Regions from separate parts of the Zea mays genome. Here all the other regions are linked to region 1. A link is a contact called in public Hi-C data. All regions are on one chromosome and are shown on one strand. Each heading gives the region's core, a stretch centred on a gene start, on an enhancer-like site or on the middle of the called end of the contact. The rest is flanking DNA. Distances are from core to core; before and after follow the strand shown. Region 1 holds the start of LOC100279065. Region 2 holds the start of LOC100272958 (Plant viral-response family protein-like). Region 3 holds the start of LOC542451 (cysteine protease 2).

Region 1 (3,381 bases), core at 612-3,111:
GTTTTGATCTGGCAGTACTCAGTAAGGAATTCTTATGTATAAGCCCAAGCAATGAACACAGAGATTAATCGTATTAACTAGGGGTGCAAATGATACAGATATTTTCTGACCGTATCCAAGTTTGAATCCGTATAGAAGAGTACAGATCCATCCATACCCATGTTCTGATGTTCACACACACGCACCCACATGCCCCCCCCCCCCCCCCCCCCCACACACACATGACACAAGAACTATCCGACACAGTTGACACCATCGGTATTTGAATCCGAAACCAAGACTGTAGCTATCTGACTGTTTGCACCCCTAGTATTAACTACCATATGCACACCTATGGCTAGTAAAGACCATGACCATTGATGACAAAGACAAAAGGTGTCTATATGAGACCATAGACATATACGGGAGAAGAAAACGAAGGTGCACAAACAGCCTACAGAAACCAACTGCCAATAGAGTAATAGACAGTAACATTAGAGCTAGTGTCTCTTTGTAAGCCAACTGCCAATACCTGTCCGTCTGTACCGAAAGCTTCTCATTGGTACCTATCTAATGAAGTTCCATAGAACAGTATAAATGTAACATATCAGGTGCAAGTCAACCTATTGGTGCAAACCAACAAAAGAATGGAGGTGGGAGAACCTTTTAAAAAAAATCATATAAAAAAGGTCTTGCCACCTCCATTCTTGTCTCCATTCTTGTGTTGGTTTGCAAGTTTTGCACCAATAGATTGGTTTGCACTTGATATGCTCCCTAACTCAAATGGTCCAACCTAACAGATCCAAAACCAGATTATTTTTGCTAGGCCGGTCTCTTATATCTCCCAGCTATTTCATTAAAATGATTTTTTATACAATCCAAACTAAAAGGATCACAACAGAATGCAGGTCCCATCAGATATCTGTTAAACCATTGCGGTCCTAATCCCACTGAGTGAAATTACAGCTGGAAATTACTAGGCTCGCAAAATGCATTGCTACAATTGGGAATGCTAAGGGTAATAAATTCTATGAAAAGGGGCATCTGATAAACAAATTCAGAAAATCGTGATGCTTTCTGCAACGAGACCACCGAGCTTGCAAGTAACTGAACAAGTAGGCTGAGAGCATGTTTATTCATCATGACAAGTTGGGATAAGACATTTAGGTGACTCTCCAGGAGCTGTTGATCATGACTCAGGAGGGTGAACAACATAGGCGTATCAAATAATAACAGCTACCATTGCACATAAAAATCCTAATTATTTACCTTCAAATCGGCGTCTTTGTCATTGCCAGGGAGGGCGAACCAGCCGCCCGCCAAGATCTTGACGACGCCGAGGAGCAAGCACACGCCGCAGAAGGCGAGGAACAGCATGTTCCCGAGCTTCCTCCTCTCGCGGATCCCCAGACCAAGTCCGACCGCGCTGCCGCCGGAGACCGGCGGCTTGAAGAGCCGGAACCGGAGGTGCTGGTTCTGCTGGCTCTGGTGGAGGAGGAGGCCGCTACCGGACGACTCCACGGAGTCCGAGGGAGGGCTCCCCAACCCGTCGCACCTCGGCGAGCGCGGAGAGCCGATCTGGAGCTCGATCTCGCCGCCCCCGCCGCGCTTGAACGAGCTGGCCCGGCGCGTCATGGAGCCTCCGCCGGCCATGCGGGGGCTGTGCAGGCGCTGCTGCTGGTGGTGGCGCAAGTGGTCTCCGCCGCCGCCGCCGCCGGAGCCTGATGTCCCGGCACCGGCTGTCCCGCCGTTGCCGTGCATGGGCTGGTACCCCATGTGGATGCGATGCAGCCTCCCAGGCCGACCTCTGAAGTGGCAGTAGCCTTTCCTTCCCAGACCCCACGTGGTCTCGGCACTTATGGCAAAATTAGGGGAGGCGCCATTAATGGAGCTCGGTGGGGAGGTGAGGACTGAACTCGAGGAGCGAGCGAAGACCGCGTAGTGGGAAAAAAGGAGACGGGACACGGGAGTGAGGAGACAGACACACAGGGAAACGGTCAGACGTGGCACTGCAATTACGGCCTTGCCATTTGGACGCGTCGGCGCTCGTTCTCGTTCGCATGCAGAAATTTGAGAAACTTCCATTTCGTCCGAGATCTCGTCTTGATCTCTCAGCTGCGGTAGTAACTGCGGACTCTGACAAAGGGAGGAAAAGATCAGCTCAGGTGGGCCGCGTGGTTCGAAAAACAGCTTCCGCTAGATTCTCGGATAAAGCTGCTTTCTAGAATAGATCTCTGTATCGATTGGTTGGAAGGAGCGAACACGGAAGATGAAGGGTATTTAGAGGGTGTTTGAATGCACTAGAGATACTTCCTCCAGTGCAGTAAAGGTAGTCGTTTAGGACATAATTGTGCATACCAAGGAGTGATTAATTATCATAGAGTTTTCCCTGTTTGCCCCTATTAAATAGGGATATGAGTGCATTAATGTCACTAAAACAATCAGGCTTGATTGGTTGCTGCAGCAGCTCCAAGGCATTCTAGACTGGAGGTCTCAAGTTCGATTCCTCTTAAATGCATCTTTTTTTGTGCAATTACTAGGGGCAATAACGTCCAAATCCCAGACCCACGCGCGCTATGACTTCTTTTTGTGCACGCTCGGTCACGCGCAGGATGACTTCTTTTACTGCACCGGAGGGAGTAATAGTTAGTGGTTAAAATTAGCTAGAGATATTCAAACACCTTAGCTTATAGTTTAGCTATTAGCTATTTTTAGTAAATTAACTACTAGTTAGCTAACTATCTGTTAGCTAGCTAATTCTACTAGTATATTTTTAGCTAATTAACTATTAGCTCTAGTGCATTCAAACACTCCCTTAGATGCACTATAGATAATAGTTAGTTGACTAAAAAATTCTAGTATAATTAGCTAATTAACAAATAGTTAGTTAAGAGCATCTTCAAAAGATTAGTCAATTAACTCGTCAAGCCAAATTTTGGCTACTTAGTAGCAAAATAAATCTCCAACCGACTAACAATGTGACTCGTCAAGCTATTTGACTCTTTAAATTGGTTCCGTCACTGGCCAAACTTGGCTAGCCACTCTGACTAGTCAAACTAGATCCTGTTGGACTGATGAGATGCTACATATAAAGTGTAATCTTTATGAAAAGATAAATATAGAGTCAAATAGAGAGCCAAAAATTAAGAGTCGCTTGGAGATGCTCTAACTAGTAGCTAATTTACTAAAATAACTAATAGCTAAACTATTAGCTAGTGTTTGGATGACTTTAGCTAATTTTAGCCACTAACTATTATCTCTAGTGCATTCAAACACCACCTAAGACTAAAAAAGTGAGTTGGCAGTGAGTAGGGCCAACTTTTTTACAATCTAGCCCTTTTGGGTTTTTTTTTGCACAATTATGCCCTTTGCAGTTTCATTTTAAAAAATGGACCCCCCGGC
Region 2 (3,381 bases), core at 648-3,147, 390 kb before region 1:
TCCTAAACATCGTACGTATATATATCCAAACTACTGTATTAAAGTATGTACTATACTTTTTGTCCTTAAGTCCTTGCCGTATATTTCTTTCATCAGACACGTTACCCCTACTGGACATAAGTCATAACTAGACCACACCATTTTTTTATAGGAAAGAAAACACTGAGAAACATCAAACGTTGACCATTTGGGCAGTAGCGGCGAACGGTCATCCTAATACTACTTGACAAAAAACAGTTAAACACATGCCTTTTATTATATTATTTTATAAGTATATACTAGCAAAAAGTATGCGTGCAGAACTTAATGCCAGCTGTGTTCACCTTTAAAGTTTTATTTATTGAGATGTATGGCGACCGTCTCTGTTAATCAAAGATTTTCCAAGATGTATGGCAGAACTCATAGTGTGTTTGGTTTGTGGAATCACTCTATACCTCATGAGGTGATGAATCATAAGTTCATTCCATCAATTTTGGTGGAATCAACACACTCCTCATCTATATACTAATTATTAGCTTATGAGAAATAAAGTGGTGATGGATCAATCCATTCTATTCCACAAACCAAATAAAAAAGTGAGCAGTGAGAAGAAGATGGATCACTTCATTCCTTAAATCAAACACACTATAAATGATTCTGGAGACGTATGTTTTGCTGTGAGCCCCTTTGCTCTGCATAGTCATTTTTTCACGTTTTTGCCCGTCTGTAATTTTTTTCTCCATTATATTCTTTTTTTTCGCTTTATGTCTTTAGCCCGTGTTTTATTTTATTTATGTCTGTATTTTAATTTTGTTTTGTTTTTTACTTCCATTTTTCTCATCTCTCGTTTATACGTTCCATTTTTTTTTTGTTTTTCTGTTCTTTTTTTCTCTTTGATAAATAATAAAGACATAGATTTGTTGGTTTGTATGAAAGGAATACCAACTAAAGTCAGAGTATCGATTTGAGGAAACTTTACCAAACGGTTTAGTAGAAAAAGATGTTTGGATCCATCTTCCAGTGAAAAACGGAGTAGTCAGAGCTATTTTGGACGAACCCTTGAGGAAGAGTCTTACCAAACAAGGTCTGGATTGGATGAAAATTTTTATTTATGCATGGACGAATATATTAAAATAAAAAATGTATTAGAACGCTTCAATCTTTAATGTTAGATATCGATATATAAATGATGATAAAAAAATAAGGTATGTTTGGCTTCTTTAGTCTAGAGATAAAAGTTCAGTCTCTATCATGTTTAATTACAAAAACTAAAGTGTTCAAATTTTATTAAACGACTCACAAGAAAACCAAAATGCCATGTACCATTCTCCTGACATTACTCTTCTTCCACCGCAACAAAAAAAATGAGGGTAAAAGTTAGAATTAATATGGTTTAATCCCTTTTATTCACAGCCTTACAGTGTTCAGATAAGTGAATTCAGATAAACATTTCAGAATATTCTCAAATAACAAAGAAAGAGAATGCTGCTACACGTGCAACCTCAGTGATAGACATAGGTATGAGTATGACCAAGGTCATGTGATGGCTTATGATTCTTTAGTTCGTGAAGCATTTTCGAAAGAATATAATAACCGGAGCAGTAGTTAGTGATATCCAAAAGAGTGTTATCCGCGACAATCTTAAATAAAAAATATTTAGCATATCAATGGAAAAGATAAGAAACTTGGAGCTACATATTCAATCGGAAGCCATGACAAGCAAGCGAAACAAAACTAAGAACAAATCACCTGGCGACCAGCTTTCAACGCTACAACATCACTGCTGATGAACACACATGCAAAAGACGTTTCAAATCCGAATGTGCTCTTCAAACCTTCCGAACACTCCAGACACCCTGCAGACCTTCTTAAACCCCCACAATATTCGCCCATCAACCTTCAAACCTCCCCTCTCCACACGCCACCACCAACTTCTTCCCCTGTCGTCCACTTCCGCAGTCGCACGCAAAAGGCACAGCGCGGCGGCACACGCCATGGGCACCCTCGTCGGGCACGTCGCGCCGGGCGCCGGCTTCCTCCTCATCGGCCTGTGGCAGCTGTTCAGCCACACCCGCCTGTTCCTGCTGCGGCCGAGCTCGTACTCTGCCCCGGTCTGGTTCCCGGTGCCGGGCGTGCGGCACCTGGAGCTCATACTCATAATCATCGGCACGGTGCTGTCCATCCTGATGGAGCTTGTCATCGGCCCCGCGAAGCACCAGCCGTTCGACGACGACGGCACCATCCCGTCCGACCACCTCCACAACTTCGAGCACGCGTCCATCTCGCTGGCGCTGCTCGTCTTCGCGGCGGTGACCATCCACCTGGACAGGGCGAGGGCGCCCATGCGGGACGCCGTGTCGCAGCTCGTGGCCGCCGCGGCGTTCGCGCAGCAGCTGCTCATCTTCCACCTCCACTCGGCGGACCACATGGGCGTGGAGGGGCAGTTCCACTGGCTGCTGCAGACGGCCATCGCCGTCACGCTCGCGACCACGCTGCTGGGTATCCCCTACCCGCGGAGCTTCGCGGTGAGCCTGGTCCGGTCCGCCAGCCTCGTGTTCCAGGGCGTCTGGTTCGTCGTCATGGGCGTCATGCTGTGGACGCCGGCGCTCATACCCAAGGGCTGCTTCCTCAACTTCGAGGAAGGGCACGACGTCGTCCGGTGCCGCACTGACGACGCGCTCGACCGCGCCAAGTCGCTCGTCAACCTCCAGTTCAGCTGGTACCTCACCGGCACGGTGGTGTTCGTCGTCCTGTTCTACCTCCAGATGGCGAAGCTCTACCCCGAGGAGCCGCAGTACCTGCCGCTGGTGAAGGGAGGCGGCAGCGGCAGCGATGGCCGGTTCAGCATCGGAGATGATGATCACGACGATGAGGACGACGTCGAGGCCGCAAAACGTGGCGGTTTCGGACACGTGGTTAGCGGCACGAGGCCTGTCGAAATCGAGAGGTGAGGGTCGTGCGTAGCACCGTACAAAAGGTTAGCATGTTGTTGCGTGGTTATAGTGTAATTTGACTTGAACGTTTTTGTTTATTGGTGAAATTAAAACATGCAAATATTCTCTAGGGAGGTTGTAATGTTTATAGTTTGTGACACAGTGACACTTGTGGATTAAAAGAATCCTATATTTATCCTACCTGAAGCCATCTTATCCTACTTGTCAGTTGTCACCACGCTAATTCAATAGTGTCAGGCGTTGACCATTGACTGCTGCGATCGCTAGGCTGTATGCCTGCATGGACTGGCTTTATGCCTGCAGTTCTCTTTATAATTAAGCCCGCAACAAGCCAACAACGGCAATCCACTGTAATCGCAAACGATTTGAGTTGACAAATAATGATCAAGAAAACCTGTGTTATCCGGCTGTAAAAAAAAATCTCTCCTTGTGCAACGTGTTCGAGCTA
Region 3 (3,381 bases), core at 227-2,726, 350 kb after region 1:
TCTATAATCATTAAAGATACATGGTTGCTAACAAGGCACCAGCTAGTTAATTAAGGGGGTGTTTGGCAGACCTCGTGAGGGGCTCCTTGAGGGGAGCTGGAGCCGTTTTGGAGAAGCTAATTTGTGGCTCCTCAAAAGCAGCTACGGCCCCTTTGTATTTCACTGAAAATGGTTCTTCCTATAAACTGTTTGGTAGGGCTTTTGTTTTTCGCTGAAAATGGCTCTTCCTATAAATAGTTTGGTAGAGCTCCTCCGGGGAAGCCGGAGCTGAGAAAGAGCTCTCCCAAAGAGGCTCTAAACAATTTTGCGGTTTTGTTGGAAACATAAACCAAATTTGAGAAGTTCCACTGTTGCAATTAGTACTGCAAAGAAAGGGACCATTAACTTCATCATGTGATGGGGCCAAGGAAGGAAGTGGCTGAAAAACATTGCTTGTCATGGTGGGACCGGCAGAGCAAATAGGCAAAAGCTAGAGACCACAAAGCATGAAAACAACGAGAAAATACTGCAGCCACAGGCCCACAGACAAGCTGCGAACCCCCCTGTAAAGCGGTAAAGCCTAAATAAACTGAACCAACACAGGGCCGTCTCATGCCGTTACAAATGAAATCACAGTACCAACGTGGCTACAACCTACTCGCCTGCCCGTTTGGGAGTCAAAACGTTACGTTACAAGACAGAGAGGATTATCTGTGACGAGTGACGACCGACGAACAGCTTTGGTAACTCACCGTCTCCGGCAGCGCAACGGCGGCGGCGCGCATCCGGTGGTTGCCGGTAAGCGTGGCGGAGCAGTTCTGGGCTGCGCCGAGCCGGGTCGCACGGAACTCCTCCCAGCTCATGTCCGCGAAGCCTGTACACCAGCCACACATAACAAACATATGAGAATCCGGGACGCGCTGAAGCCCACGGTTACAGATTGGGGCGAGGAGGACTGAGGCGGTCAAGGTCATACGGTTGATGCCGAGGCGGTAGGAGAGGCCTTTCCGATTGGTGGAGCGGACGAGCTGGAGACTCTCGGAGAAGATCCTGAACCGCTTGTGGACCTCCGCCGCGCTCTCGTAGCTCTTGCCGTACCTGTATCGCGAGACGGCGGCGGCATAACCGCAGAAATCGTGAGGCCATCATGGAGAATGGAAACGGGAGGGCGCACGGCGGCGGGGTTTGGACCGCTGGCCGCTGGATTAGGTGACTGGGTGCTCACCTCACAGCGAAGCGTGCGAAGCGGAGCGCGTCGCGGGTGCGGCCGAGCGCGGCGAAGACCGTGGACTCGAGCGCGGAGGCCGCGCGGTCGGTGACGGGGCGGATCGGGTTCGAGTCCGCGAAGCCGGAGTTGGCCGCGGCGGCGGTGGCCGCGAGGGCGACGACGGCGAGGACGAGCAGGCGGCGTGGGGCCATCTCGACGGCGGGACTGGCAATATTTTACTGGGTTCTGTGAGGGAGTAAGGCGAGAAGAATGGCCTGCTGGCACGAGCGTCGGATGTCCGGCACCACCCGGCTGCTATATACTGCGTTGGGCCCCTCCATTCCGTTTGATAATTTTTTCTATTATGAAGTCCTACTATTATCCACTGTTTTTTATGGCGTTAAATTTTATTTTCGATGCTTTTGTTAATCACACTTGACACAGTCGTTTGATCGTCCAACTTAAATATCAGGTAACTACATCTATTAAAAAAATGAGAAACATCAGCGCGTTTCAAACGAACCCAAACAGACTCTCGGTTCCGCGTTCCAAAATTGGTGCAGTGCAGTTGTTTAGATCCATTTTCCATTTACACTTGCGAAGCAAAATTCGTAGTATACCCTTGCATGCAGACAGTGACAAAACCAACCGTGACGCCATTGGTGACGCTTGACTGAGCATGATTGAGCTCGGAGAAGGAGATGCTGATTGGGCCAGTGAGAAAGTAGTGAAGATGACGCGGCGGTGAATCTAGAGAATCTATTCCAATTTTCAAGGCATGGCCGCATGGGAAGATATTTTGCTGCTGGGGCTGGGAGGCGACGACCGCTTGGGATTGAGCCACTTGCCGCATTGAATGGAGCGCACAGAAACAAGACGACGGCGATGGAGCAACGTCTCGGACACTACAAGCGGACATTGCTGGTGTGCCTCTTTGGGTGAAAATTGTGCTCATGACAATTGACAGCGTAGAAATCGATTGAGTGCTAATACCATTTCTCAATGATGATTTCATAACACTACTTTTAAAGCTGTCATATCAGTATCTGTATTCAGAGTTTCACTCCTCATGAAACTCTCTCCCTTTTTTATGAAACCCACTCATATATCTTTTTATTAGATTGCATATTATGTCATCATGTTTGCTTAGTTGGCATGCTATTTAACAAGAATGAAATACACATAAAACTCCCACTAAGAATGACTAACAATATACGAGAAACTTAGGGCTTTGGAACCTAGGGTAAGTGGTTAGGAACCAAGTCAGATCAAGTGACCGATGATGCACAAGAGTGGGTAGACGACGTGTCATGCCTGGTTGTAGGCCTCGTAGAATCAGGTCGCATGGCTTGGGATGATCTTAGATTGAGGCTATGGCTACAAACCTAGCAACATCTTGCCACCATTATTTAGGAGTCGCTTCTCCAACATCATATATACACTAGGATATTGCGGTGGAGGGCCTCCACTACATCGAGAGCTTGTCGGAGACAAGATGTTGCTACGAGATGGGGGTGCTCGTTTGCAGAGTGCAGCAAAGAGGGATGGATGGTTATGAACGTTGGATATAGATCTAGTGGCCAGTGTTGTGGTTTGTACATGTTTGTCCGAGGCATACAGTTTGTACTTGATCTGCCGCCAAAAAATTAACATGACTATTTACACACGATTTACACTGAACGGTTGGTTTACACATAATACGTTCTCTATAGCTACTTATATAGCATTCTTTCGTTCAACCGCCACAAGATTTGCCACGAACAGAAGATTTTTGTGCTGGATGTGGGAGATAAGATACTTCGAGTGAGAGTACTTGCTCGATACACGGCAACGGCATCATTCTGAAAGTAGAATCAGAAGGAATATTCTCTATAGGTGAACACGTCAGTTGGATGTTACGTATTATTTATATTACGCCCCGTTTGGATCATTGGAATTGAATTCTATTCTAATAATAGTAATTTAGGCATATATCAATTAAGCTAATTCAGTTTTATACAAAATATATTTGTATACTATTATTAGCAAGATATCGAAGATATTTATGTGCTATATTTTTACTATAGAGGAGTGAGATGAAGAGTGTCACGTAAGTTACAGAGTAGAAACAAATTCTACTACTGTATAAAATCATTTCCCATCCCCCACCCCATGAATTTGAGATAGACTAATATATGAACTTTGGAAAGTGGTGG

What was found. Hi-C and Micro-C count contacts between places; a contact is called where the count stands out from the background.
Region 2: a Hi-C map of tassel shows a contact between it and region 1, with 2.2 times the contacts expected there. The contact joins the promoter of LOC100272958 here to the promoter of LOC100279065 in region 1. A contact is called at or near these places in 2 of 25 Hi-C or Micro-C datasets (leaf and tassel).
Region 3: a Hi-C map of leaf mesophyll shows a contact between it and region 1, with 4 times the contacts expected there. The contact joins the promoter of LOC542451 here to the promoter of LOC100279065 in region 1. A contact is called at or near these places in 3 of 25 Hi-C or Micro-C datasets (ear, leaf mesophyll and tassel).

Annotation. Positions count from the first base shown.
Region 1 is chr7:127,633,896-127,637,276 of Zm-B73-REFERENCE-NAM-5.0, reverse strand. LOC100279065 reads right to left here and starts at 1,861. Exons shown (of 9, transcript NM_001354577.1): 1 at 1,249-1,861. The coding sequence starts at 1,755.
Region 2 is chr7:128,021,596-128,024,976 of Zm-B73-REFERENCE-NAM-5.0, reverse strand. LOC100272958 (Plant viral-response family protein-like) reads left to right here and starts at 1,897. Exons shown (of 1, transcript NM_001147410.1): 1 at 1,897-3,112. The coding sequence starts at 1,974. The coding sequence ends at 2,930.
Region 3 is chr7:127,282,077-127,285,457 of Zm-B73-REFERENCE-NAM-5.0, reverse strand. It overlaps LOC542451 (cysteine protease 2), which reads right to left and starts at 1,476. Exons shown (of 8, transcript NM_001112009.2): 1 at 1,205-1,476; 2 at 956-1,077; 3 at 732-853. The coding sequence starts at 1,398.